4 separate regions of the Mus musculus genome follow, and regions 1, 2 and 3 are each linked to region 4. Evidence: chromatin contacts called from public HiCAR-type and promoter capture Hi-C data. All regions are on one chromosome and are shown on one strand. The core of a region is the stretch at or near the end of the contact, and the rest is flanking DNA. Distances in the headings are between cores, read along the strand shown.

The links. Promoter capture Hi-C pulls out the DNA fragments that hold promoters and counts their contacts. HiCAR-type assays count read pairs that join an accessible place to other places.
Region 1: a HiCAR-type map of embryonic stem cells shows a contact between it and region 4, with 2.6 times the contacts expected there. The contact joins the promoter of 2900060B14Rik here to the enhancer-like site in region 4. A contact is called at or near these places in 5 of 39 promoter capture datasets (the 3T3-L1 cell line, the HPC-7 cell line, cranial neural crest and 2 more), 2 of 484 Hi-C or Micro-C datasets (both in embryonic stem cells) and 1 of 115 datasets of contacts at active chromatin or transcription factors (embryonic stem cells).
Region 2: a contact with region 4 is called in a HiCAR-type map of embryonic stem cells, with 3 times the contacts expected there. The contact joins the promoter of Ptpn4 here to the enhancer-like site in region 4. A contact is called at or near these places in 5 of 39 promoter capture datasets (the 3T3-L1 cell line, 3T3-L1-derived adipocytes, cranial neural crest and 2 more), 4 of 115 datasets of contacts at active chromatin or transcription factors (embryonic stem cells, large pre-B cells, pro-B cells and 1 more) and 1 of 9 other capture datasets (adipose tissue).
Region 3: a contact with region 4 is called in a promoter capture Hi-C map of embryonic stem cells, with 3 times the contacts expected there. The contact joins the promoter of Epb41l5 here to the enhancer-like site in region 4. A contact is called at or near these places in 6 of 39 promoter capture datasets (the 3T3-L1 cell line, 3T3-L1-derived adipocytes, embryonic stem cells and 1 more), 3 of 484 Hi-C or Micro-C datasets (cortical neurons, forebrain and tail fibroblasts) and 1 of 9 other capture datasets (embryonic stem cells).

What each region holds. Positions count from the first base shown.
Region 1 is chr1:118,457,994-118,460,693 of GRCm38.p6, forward strand. It overlaps 2900060B14Rik (RIKEN cDNA 2900060B14 gene), which reads right to left and starts at 1,272. Exons shown (of 1, transcript NR_027901.1): 1 at 676-1,272. It overlaps Clasp1 (CLIP associating protein 1), which reads left to right. Exons shown (of 43, transcript NM_001359328.1): 3 at 1,808-1,886.
Region 2 is chr1:119,835,630-119,838,329 of GRCm38.p6, forward strand. Ptpn4 (protein tyrosine phosphatase, non-receptor type 4) reads right to left here and starts at 1,442. Exons shown (of 27, transcript NM_019933.2): 1 at 1,273-1,442.
Region 3 is chr1:119,647,686-119,650,385 of GRCm38.p6, forward strand. It overlaps Epb41l5 (erythrocyte membrane protein band 4.1 like 5), which reads right to left and starts at 1,315. Exons shown (of 25, transcript NM_145506.4): 1 at 1,100-1,315.
Region 4 is chr1:119,082,485-119,085,184 of GRCm38.p6, forward strand. No RefSeq gene overlaps it. Among named protein-coding and RNA genes, the nearest start is that of Gli2, 30 kb to the left of the region's middle. Within about 2 kb of position 1,362, at least 18 of the 459 cell types and tissues checked have an H3K27ac peak or open chromatin away from gene starts, as enhancers often do. A contact at or near this core is called in embryonic stem cells, where this site is marked.

The sequences.
Region 1 (2,700 bases), core at 22-2,521, 620 kb before region 4:
TGTAGTAGCCTATAGTGATTGTCAGCTGTTGCTTTTTACCACTGCTCTGTCTGTCAGAGCATCTGTCTCTGCTGTGCACCTGCGCTTTGGGGGTCTCTAACCCTTTGCTTCCTTGGGCTGCACTTGGAGCTTTCCTGTTTAATTTCTCTTGCTCTATGTACACTGAACTTTCAATGGAGCCCATTCTTTGGCTCTTAAGTTGGTTTGTTTATTATTTGGTTCTTTCAAAACAAAACAAAACAATATCTGGAAAAAGTCATTTTCCTTTTCCCAGGCAAATTAAGAAACTATAAAAAATTTGTCTTCACTGTGGCAGTTTCTCGGTATCCTTGGTTTTGGCCCTGACAGCGACGCACTGGGCAGGTGTTTGAGTTTCCCTCATATTTTCCTTGAGATTACTCACAGCTTGTGGGCTTTAAAGAGACTGTGACAGAGGTGAAGTGTGCATTATATTATACCAAGCTTACATCACCAGCATGACTTAGCATTGTTTAAGCTGACCTTGGTCACCTGGCTGAGGTAATAGTTTGTCAGGTTTCTGTACTGTAAAATTACCTCCCATTCCTACTGTGCTCTTTGGAAGGAAGCCAAACTAAGGAAACTTAAATCCTGTGGCTCAAAAGTAAGACCTTTGTTTGTTTTTGTTTTTTTGGTTTTTTTTTTTTTTTTTTTTTTGCTTTGTTTTAAAGAAAATGCTCATAAATAGAACTATTTTAAAAGTTGGGAGAAAAAAGGGCCCCGGGAAGTGGTACATGCCTTTAATTTTAGCAGTCGGGAGCTACAAGTTTGAGGCCAGCAGGGGCTACATGCTAAGGGCTACATAGACTCTGCGCCTCAAAAGAATTATACACTTTCAAGTATCTAATTCCTCCCAGTGCTGGCTTGGTGTTTGAATTAGTATATAGATTTACTTGTAAGCTGGATGAAAACCCAAATACGGAACCCTTTATCTGTATTACAACATTTTCCAAAGGGAGCGCTTCTTAGTGTATCACAGTCTTAGGGCAGCGGTGAGAAAGCTGGTCTCCAGTAATTACTGTCCGGCTGCCCTCTAGCATACAATAAAGGAACTGCGAGGAGGGCAACAGTACACACGCGGCTACTTTAATCTTTAAATGTTTAGGTAAGGAAGAGAGGTTTTGTGGTTTTTTCCAAAAATTGCACCAAGGTAAAGCAGAGCTCTAACCGATGCAGGTGTGTTGTCAGGCGTTAGCAGTACTGCCCTCACTACGCGTTCATTGGACAGTAGCGCAACCCCAAGAAAAGGATGGTTGCTTGCAACCACGCGCGCCCGGCAGCCAGAAAGCTCTAAGTCCGGGTTTGGTTGCGGTGACCACCGCAGGAGGCCTACCCCAACCTGCCCGGTGTACAGTATTTTCTTCGACTGCTGCTTCCCACGTCGAATACCCTTTCTGTTTTTCTGAAACTCCCAAGGGGCTTTCTGAAGCCTGCTTGTCTTTACCCAGAAGGCCGCGCGTCACAAGTCTGAAAATTTGCATACACGCCTTTCTGGGCGGGGCCGGAGGGAGGCTTAGAGTTAGCAATTTGGGGGGAGGGTGCGACCTGGTAAATTTGCATACGCAACTCAAGGAGAGGGCGGGGCCGCAGTAGGCTCCTCTAGGTCGTGCTGCTTCAGTGGAGTTCCGCTTCGGCGAGTTTTTCTTCCAAACGGTAGCGGGTTTTTCCGTGCCGAGTACCCTTTCCTGACCAGCCAGCTCAGTCTTCCCAGTCGCTGGGCGCCCGCGGGGACCAGCTATGTCAGCGCCATCCCACTGCACCGCTGACGCTGTGCTTCTTTGCGTTGCAGGTGGTTCTCTTGGGCATGGACATCCTGTCGGCACTGGTGACTAGGCTGCAGGACCGGTTCAAGGCGCAAATCGGCACAGGTGAGCCTTAGCTAGCATAGCAGGCTCTCATCCTTCCGTCCCACCCTGGACTCACCCCACATCGTGGCCTCACCGCCCCTAAACTGGTACCTTCCCCTCTAAACCCGAATTATTATAATATTGCCAATTGAGGATTTTTATGCCAGTTTAGACATCAGCTTGATGCCAGCCAGTACGCATTGTCCTCTCAACCTCCTCGGAGACTCAGTTTTCTTTGAAAAGTCCTACAAAAAAGGAGCCAGTTGGATTTTTCCACCGTTTAGATGTCTCTAAATCAGTGTGTTTCATGGTGGCGATGTAAACACTAAGCAATTCTGTTTATACAACTGTTTCAGTAGCAAATTTCTCTATTCTCTTTTCTTGATTCCCTTTTGTGTGCGCAGTGGGTGAATAGAATCTATGTCCTCTGTATGCCAGCAAGCAATAACCACTGAGCCACAGTGTCAGCTGGAATTCTCCACTAGTGTTCATTACCAGTGTCTGTCTGTCCTTTTCTTTTTCTGTAGCTTTGCAGTCAGTGCGCTCACTGAGAAGGATGGTGGGATCCTGAAACTTACTGTTAGGAATCTGATGTTTGAACCATTTTCCATTTCCCCCCTACATTAGCTCAGGACTCATGGATTCTCACCAGAGGCCTAACGGGGTTGGAATAGACATGGGTGGGCTGGCCCATGCTTCAGTGTGTGGGTGTGCTGTGTGTCTTTTGTATGCTATAAGTAAAATGTACCCAATGCCACTGAAGCATGCTGGTCTGTTGCTTAATGTTTCCATTGCATATGTCATTTCAAGCATGGCATTCCCTACAGTGTATTTC
Region 2 (2,700 bases), core at 192-2,691, 750 kb after region 4:
CGTTTTGGAAAACAAGTTTTCCCCTTTGACACACTTATGTTTGTTCACAAACCCAGGGTTCTCAAAAGGCTGCCATATTTGCCCTTCCAGTCTTCTAGTCTGACTTTACAAGTCAGATACATTAGCTTTTCTTGTTTTTCCTCCACAGCCATCTTTTAAATGTGACCAAATAACTGTGTTATTTCATCTGGACCCAAGATCTGGTCACACACTCAGTATTTCTTGAATTGCTTATTCCAAAAGTTAGGTATGACTAGTCCTCCTGGAACAGGCAGTTTTTAAAACCCCCTACGTAGTCCTTGTCCACACTGATGTCACTCTGTGATGCAAAGCCAAACATAAAGTCTCTGACATAAGTTTCAGGGAAACATCGATATGGATTATCATTGAAACTGTAAATTGTTCCATTACTTTAGAAACCCCAGCAAATGCATCCATACATGCATTTAACTACCTACACACACACACACACACACACACACACACACACACACACACACACATCTAGCTTTTCTTGAATCTCTGATTGAACTGATTTCCAGAAATCGTCCTGGGACAATTGAGGTGTCTACGCTTTGGTAAGCACAGTTCCTGTCCACAAAGGATAATCATACGCTCCATTTTTCCTGTAAGTAACTATAAAACAAACATTGACACCGAAACAAAAATGTAAAGCCAGAAAGCCACAAATGACTGTGCTTAACATTTTACAAAACCCCACAAACACCGATCTGTTCTTGACTACATACTCACGCTGAATCTAAACATCATGAAGGTAGGGACGATTCCAAAGCAGCATGAAAAATCTAAGTTCAGATGTTCTACATCTCAACTTTTTGGGCCCAACTACTGATTCCTAAAAGCAAGTATAATACTAGCAAGTCACAAGAGACTTTCAAGTTCAATGGAAGATAGCGTGTGTTCCTACCGCGTGCGGAAAAAAAATAAAGATGCTTATATGAGTCAATTAACCTAACATTAACAATTAGAAAAAAGAATCCCACAAATGAAATACTGAAGATTCTCCAGCCTTACCTTGAGTTTAGGAACATTTCATCTCCGCATCTATTCCACCCCTTCTCCCGTGCACTCATCCCTAGCAGATTTCAACTATAAACCCCAGGAAGATTCGAGTGCTCCGACCCACTAAGAAAAGGGAAGTCGATCGGGTAGTCTGGCCGCCCGGCTCGGCGAGCTTCAGGTGCGCGCCCACGACCTGCAAAGGGGGCCCAAACAGGCCGAGCGAAGGACCGCCCCAAGCGCCTCTCTTACCTTCGTTATCACAGCCGCGTCCTCCCGGCTGGAGAAAGGGGGGGGGGGGGGGGAATCCAAATACAAAAAGGCAGGAGGCCCCGGGCTCGCGGCCGGGTGAAAGAAGCGCGTGGTCCGCGTCGAGGTGCTCGCCCTCAGCGTCCCGAGAACAGCCGCCGCCACAGCGGCCGCGCCACGGCCGCGGGCCGCCTGCACCCCGTCATCCTGCGGGGCTGCGGCGGGGCTGGCGTGCGCGGGGAGGCGCGCGCTCGCACCTCGCGGCGAGATGAGCTAATCCCTTCACACGCGCCCCGAAAGTGCCGCGGTCCCCGCAAGCTGCGGGCCGAAGTCAAGTCTCTTTCAAGTCCCGGAGCCCCGATTTCTGACAGCTCCCGGGAGTCTTAAAAGAACAATGTCGCGTCCGCGGAGCAGGGAAGCGCGCGCGGCGTGAAGCGGCGGGTGACTCCAGGGAGGCGGCTCTGTGTGAGAGTGCAAAGGAGAGCCTCGGTCACCCTCCTCCTCCTTCTCCTCCTCCTCTCCTTCCTCCTCCTCCCTCGCCTCCACCGCCTCCTCCGTCTCCTCCTCCTCTCTCAAGCACACCCCGTCTCCGAGGCCGCAGCATAGCAACCGAACATGGCGGCTGCGCAGCCCCCGACCAGTCAGAGCCCCGGAACGGCGGCCTCGGCAACAGGAGGCGGTCTCGCGAGAGGTGAAGCCACGCCCTCTGCTCCGCCTCCTTCCCGCCTCCTACCCGGTTTCGGAGCGCGGGCGCCTGCCTAGAAGCACTGGTACTCACAGGTGCGAGAGAGACGGGATTTAGCGGGTTGGGAGGGGAGGGCGTGGCTCTGTGTCCACACCCCATCGCCAGGCAGCGATTGGTTCCTTGACTGTCAGTTCTGCCCCTCCTCCCTCTTCTAAGATGTACTTACTGACGGACTCTAGGGACACAAAAGAGGGGCAATAGCACAGAGTGGGGAAACTCGACCTCCTGGCATCAGGTTGTCCCAACTAAGTGCTAATAGAGGGTATAGGCTTTGAAGTGCAGTTTTCAATCAGTTCTCCTAAACATAAGGCCCTTGAAAACAAAGCCTAAGCAAAAGACGTTTCATGGATAAAACAAAGGATAGGTGCTTTCTGTGTGCAAGGAACACTGCTTTTTAAATCAAAGTCGTTCAATCATTTTAAGAATGAGGGTTGGTATTATCATGCCATGACCTTGAGGAGGGTATACCCTTAATATTTTCTGGGTAATACAAACTTGATGATGATAGAACATTCCTATAGAATAGGTGACCTCAACTAGGATCAAATGAAGGAAGGGTAAGTTGGGAGGACCCTCACATTTCCTCTTTGCTTGTTTTTCGTTTTTGTTTGTTTGTTTGTTTGTTTTACATTTCTTTATTTTGTATACACCTAAAATATGTGTGTCCATCTGTCTGTGTGTCTGTC
Region 3 (2,700 bases), core at 65-2,564, 570 kb after region 4:
ACAGCCAAGCTAGTGATTTTTTAAAAAAAAAAAAAAACAGTAATATTGAAAACTATAGAAAATGTCCTAAAGTTATCAGTATCTTTCATCCCAGTTACTCCCGCAAAAGAAACTGTAACTAAGAAACTAAACACAGGAACATTGCGCACATCGCTGCCCAAACAAGTTATCCTAACAAGAACAACAACAACAAGAAAAGAAAAAAACAGGTGTGAGCATTTAGATTTAGTTCAGCCTAGCGTTCCAGAACCCGGGTTTGGTTCCCAGTATCGAAAGAAAAGAAAAGAAAAGAAAAGAAGGAAAGGAAAGGAAGAAAGAGAGAAAAAGAATTAGAAGAAGAACGAAGTGGGGGTTGGGAAGAAAAAGAAAATAATGATCCCAAAGTGTTCATTTAGACACATACAAGTTACCCACTGCAGTTAGCAGTGCTCAGTGCCTCAGCTCAGTGCATCTGGGGTGAGCGGAGTTGTGAATTACATTCATAATTTCTTGGTGGGCTTATCTCCAATTCTTAAGGGAAAAAAAAAAAACCATTACTAGTAATTTTGAACTATTGCTAAACAACTTCGGAGCCTGGAGCCTTCTCGCTCTTAAAGCAGAACCCGGGAGACTACAGTAACCAGAGATGGACACAATTATCTTCTACCCACAGGAGAACCCATCATTACCGGACGCGCGCCACGCGTGGGGGCGGGGAGCGCCCTCGGCCTTGGCGGTTCCCGGGAACGCACCTGCCTCGTACGCTTCCCAAGTTTCACTCGACCGGGAGCTAGCTGGCACGTCCTGTCTCACCGATGTCTGCCCACAATCCCGGCGAAGTGACACTCGAGGCGACCTTCCCCTAATCCCACAGCTACGGGGAGGTCAGGGGTGACCAGAGTTTCCCCCCAACAACGCGCGAGACCCCGGCGACGCGCCCGGCCCTCAGCGGCCACCGCGCGGTATCGCCCGAAACTCAGCGCCCAGCCCCATTGGCCGTCGCCGCCACTCCCCTCCCAGCCCGCGGCGTCGCCCGGGGAGCCGGGCCGCCCACCCGGCACGGTCGAGAGCCTCGGCTCAGTGAGCAGGGCCAACTGGACACCCGAGGCCAAACTCTTACCTGTACTCGGGGGTGAACACCGTGAAGCGACGGAGACCACTGCGACTGGGACGCGCGACCCTCGGAGAGAGATGCCCAGCCGGCTAGAGGAGAGGACGGGTCTCCAGAGACACCGAGAAATGGCGGCGCAAGGCGCGAGCCCACCCTGCGCTAATCCCCGGAGGACCCCGGCCGCCCGAGGGCACGCCCCTTAAAGCCCCATCCAAGGTCCGCCCCCCGAAGGGCGGGACGCTCCGCTCTTAAAGGGGCAATGGCACCGCCCCGGAAATCGGCCTCCTGAGACCTGAATTTAAGCTGGCAACACCAGATGGGACTATAGAAATACAGAAAGGCAGTTCACCTTTAATCCCAATACTCCAGAGGCAGAGGCAGAGGCAGAGGCAGAGGCAGAGGCAGAGGCAGAGGCAGGTGGATTTCTGTGAGTTCGAGTCCAGCCACAGCTACTTAGTTACAGGTCAGCCAGGACTACCTAGTGAAATCCTGTCTTTTAAAAAAGATTATTTTTTTCTGTGCGTATATGTATGGGTCAGGGAAAGATATGCCACAGTCCCTGTCTGAGAACAACTTGCAGGAGTATCATGTGGGCACAGGGGACCAGACTCTGGCCTTCACATTTGGAATGAAGCACTTTTACCCACACTGAGCATCTCCATGGCGCTTGGTTTATGTTTTGAATTTTTCACCTTCCTGGTAATATGATTTGAAAATGAAACGTTGGGTTTAAGATACAGTTCAGTGGTAGGGTGTTAGACTAGCACATACCAGGCCCAGGATCCAATCCCTGGCACAGCAAAAATGAGTATTTTCCTATTTTTAATGTAGTCTAGTATGTTTTCTCTTACACAGTTGTTTATTAATTGATCCAGCATTTATTTAAATGTTTCCTTGCTCCCTCCCCCCAAATCCTAGAGATTAAAGCAACCTTTAGTCTGTAATGGAGAAAGAGAACAACTATGTGTCAAGTGGTGATGAGAGCCCTGGAGAGAACGCTGCTGGGAAAGGGAAATAACAGACTGATGCTCCAGGCACTGTGGTCACAGAATGGAGGCCCTAAGTGGCAGGGCGACATTCCATTCATTCATTCTTCAGATAGTTTATCAAAATGCCTACAGCTCTGTAGACCCTGGAGATAAGGCAGATAAAGAAGAAAGACAGGAGTCCCTCAAGGCAATCCCAGCAGTAAAAGCCCCTTGGGGGCTGAGTAGTGAGTTCAGGGCCAGCACTGGCCACATTGAGAGGTTCTGTCATAATTAAACAAGTTATTTCATGGTTTAGCCTGTATGGGAGAGTGTACCTGTCCTCCTTGTGCCTATAGCCTTTGAGGCAGAAAGATCACTTAAGCCCAGGAATTGGAGGCCAGTCTACCTAACACCATCTCAGAAGGAAAAAGAAAATGCTGTAGGGTATAGCTCAGTTGGTAGAGTGCATAAAGTCCTTGGTTCAAAACATGTCTGACTGGCGGTTAGTAAACACCTAGAAAATAGCAGTGGGTGTGGGGTCTGGGAATGAAGGGTTGCAATATAAGCAGGGAGGAAGGCTCTTAGGGCAGTGACAATGACTTCAGACTTAAAGTAGGTGAGGAAAGAGCCCAGTAGACATCC
Region 4 (2,700 bases), core at 112-2,611:
GGTGCTGGGGACTCCTCCTGGCAGCTACTGGCTGAGGCGTTGGCTGTTGTACAAGAAAGAGCACGCACAGTGGAGCTCACATTGCACTTCCCAGAAGCAGGAGGCAGTGAGAGGATGGGAAGAAGAAGGGTCTGGTAGACGGAAGGAAAGCCTTTCCTTATATCGCAAATTCTGGTTACGCAGTACCAGTGATATCTCCAGCTGGCCTTCATCTCTCCTGTCTGTCTGCCACCTGTGGTCTCTTGCTCTTTTCCTTATGCTACCACTAAAGAAGTCCCACACACGGTCAGGAAAAGCTGGTATTCTGACTCAGTGCTGCCACCCAGTGGCCCAGTGGAGGGCAGCACTTAGCCTCTGTGGAACCTGGGCTTTCTCCATCATCACAATACAACAACAACAACAACAACAACAACAACAACAACAACAACAAACCGGCTTTGTGGTGATGCTTGCCGTTGATCTCGGAACTCTGGATGCAGAAGCAGGCAGATCTCTGTGAATTCCAGCCCAGCCTGGGCTACATTGTGAGATCCTATCTCAAAATAAGTAACAATTGGACTGGAACTAGATATTCTGGATGCTACAAATGGAATAAACATAGTGTCTGCTTTTAAAACATATTATTATTATTATTATTATTATTATTATTATTATTATTATTAATTGTGTGTGTGAGAGAGACAGATAGACAGAGACAGACAGACAGAGACAGAGACTGAGACAGAGCGTACCATGGTGCATATGTGGAGGTCAGAGGACAGCTTTATGGAGTTGGTTTTCTTCTCTTACCTTTAGCTCTGGGGAAGGATTTCAGGTCCTGAAAGCTCTTTTGCTTGCTGAGCCACCTTCTTTCCACCTTGTCTTCCCTCCTCCCCCCACCCCCCTTTCATGAATGAGGACATAGAGTGGCTTCTATAGCCTGCTAGACCTGGAAATCTTGTCTCCACCCTTGCGGGGCCACCCACCTCAGAAGCTTCCATCAGGGTTTCCTGTGGCCCAGGCTGGCCTAGAAATCACTGTGTAGCAGAGGATGACCGTGAACCGCCCATCCTGCCTCTACCTCCCCAGAGCTAGTGTAACAGGTGTGTGCTACTGTGTCTGGTGGGACTGAACCCAGGGCTTCCTGCATACCAGGCAAGCTTTCTACCCTCTGAACTGTTTCCCCGCCCACCTAATGCGCTGCTTGGAGTACTGTGGATACCGCACGGATACCTCCTAGTTGCTTCTACAGAAAGGAGTCAGAATGCTTCATGGAACTCACCCCATGCAATTGCTTTGTTCTCTCTGTGTTTAGGGTCCAGACTCACTTGGAGGGATGGCGCCCGAGGACCACTGTGGAAGACGCTATTCTTGGTTTTCTTCTGCCCTCTGGTGGTGTAATTTGAAAAGACACTAGTGAAGGCCGACTGAAGTGGGTGTCCTCAAAGGGCTGGGGCAGGATTTCCAGGGTCCACAGGTATCAGAAGCCTCTCTATGGTCCCACCCTTCACCAGCCTCTTAGCTATTTCCGGAGCTCTCAGCAGGACCTTTTGTTTTTCAGGTCTTCTACAACTCTTCCAGAGGAACAGACCAGCCAGGGGCTGTGGGCACAGGAAGCTTTGGGCCTGTCCTTTCCCAGTGCGTCTTGTGTGGTCAGAGCCCAGGAGGACCTCAGCAGAGGAAAGACAGGTGGGCAAGAAAGCAATGAGGAGCCTCCCTTGGGGGGTGTCTGCTTCCTGTACACTTTGTTGCATTTATGTGTGTGTGCATATGTGTGTGCTTTCACGTATGAGTGTATATGAGTGCATGAGTGTGTGTGTGTGTGTGTGTGTGTGTGAGTGAGCGTGTGTGCATATGTGTGTGTGTGTGATTCTCAGTGTACTGCTGTATTGTTTTCTAGGTCCTTCAATGAATATGATATAGCTACACATAGACACTGCTTGCGGGCAATCTTGCACACGCGTATTGAGTGTGGAGCTGTTGGCGAGGTGTAGAAAGAGTGTCATTGCACTCTGTAAGTGGTCAGTAGCTCTCATTCCACTAAGAATAAGAACTATGCAATCCCAGTGTGACAGCCAGAACTAAGGAAGCGAGCAAGCTTTATTAATACATAACCCCCCTCATGCTCGAGAATATTTACCATTCCAACCGTGTTCAGATTTTCAGGTTACTTAGCAAGTATCCCCCACCTCCACTTCCTGAAACAGAGTCTCCAGGGTAGCCATGGGTAACCTTTGGATTTGTGGTCCTCTTGCCTCTGCGCCCCGAATGTTGGGATTACAGTACGGGAATACCTTAGGCCAACCCGAGTTAGGAAAGGGAGGCAGAGTCTCCAGTTCTGAGATGCTGCAGGAAGGAGTACAGTGAGTTCACACTTGGGAATGAATTGCTCGCATATGATACAGGCGAAGAAGTTTGACAGATTAAGGTCCCTATTAAGGCCCACCAGTGGCGGTGGGCATGCAGCATCCGTAGGGAACAGCGTGTAGGTGTCTCACTGATGGGACTCTGTTGTGGCAAGGCCCATGGGGACCCCTCCCATGTGGCAAGGACCTGTGGTGAATTTGGAGGCCTCTATGCTTAGTACCTAGATTGCGTGTGTTTCGAGCTCTCCTTGCTCGCCCTATGCTGTCTACACTCAGTGATACTTAGTTCCACTTTGCTGATCATGGGCAAGGCTGGGACCTCACAGGCTGAAAGCCCTGGGGATGATTCTGTGTC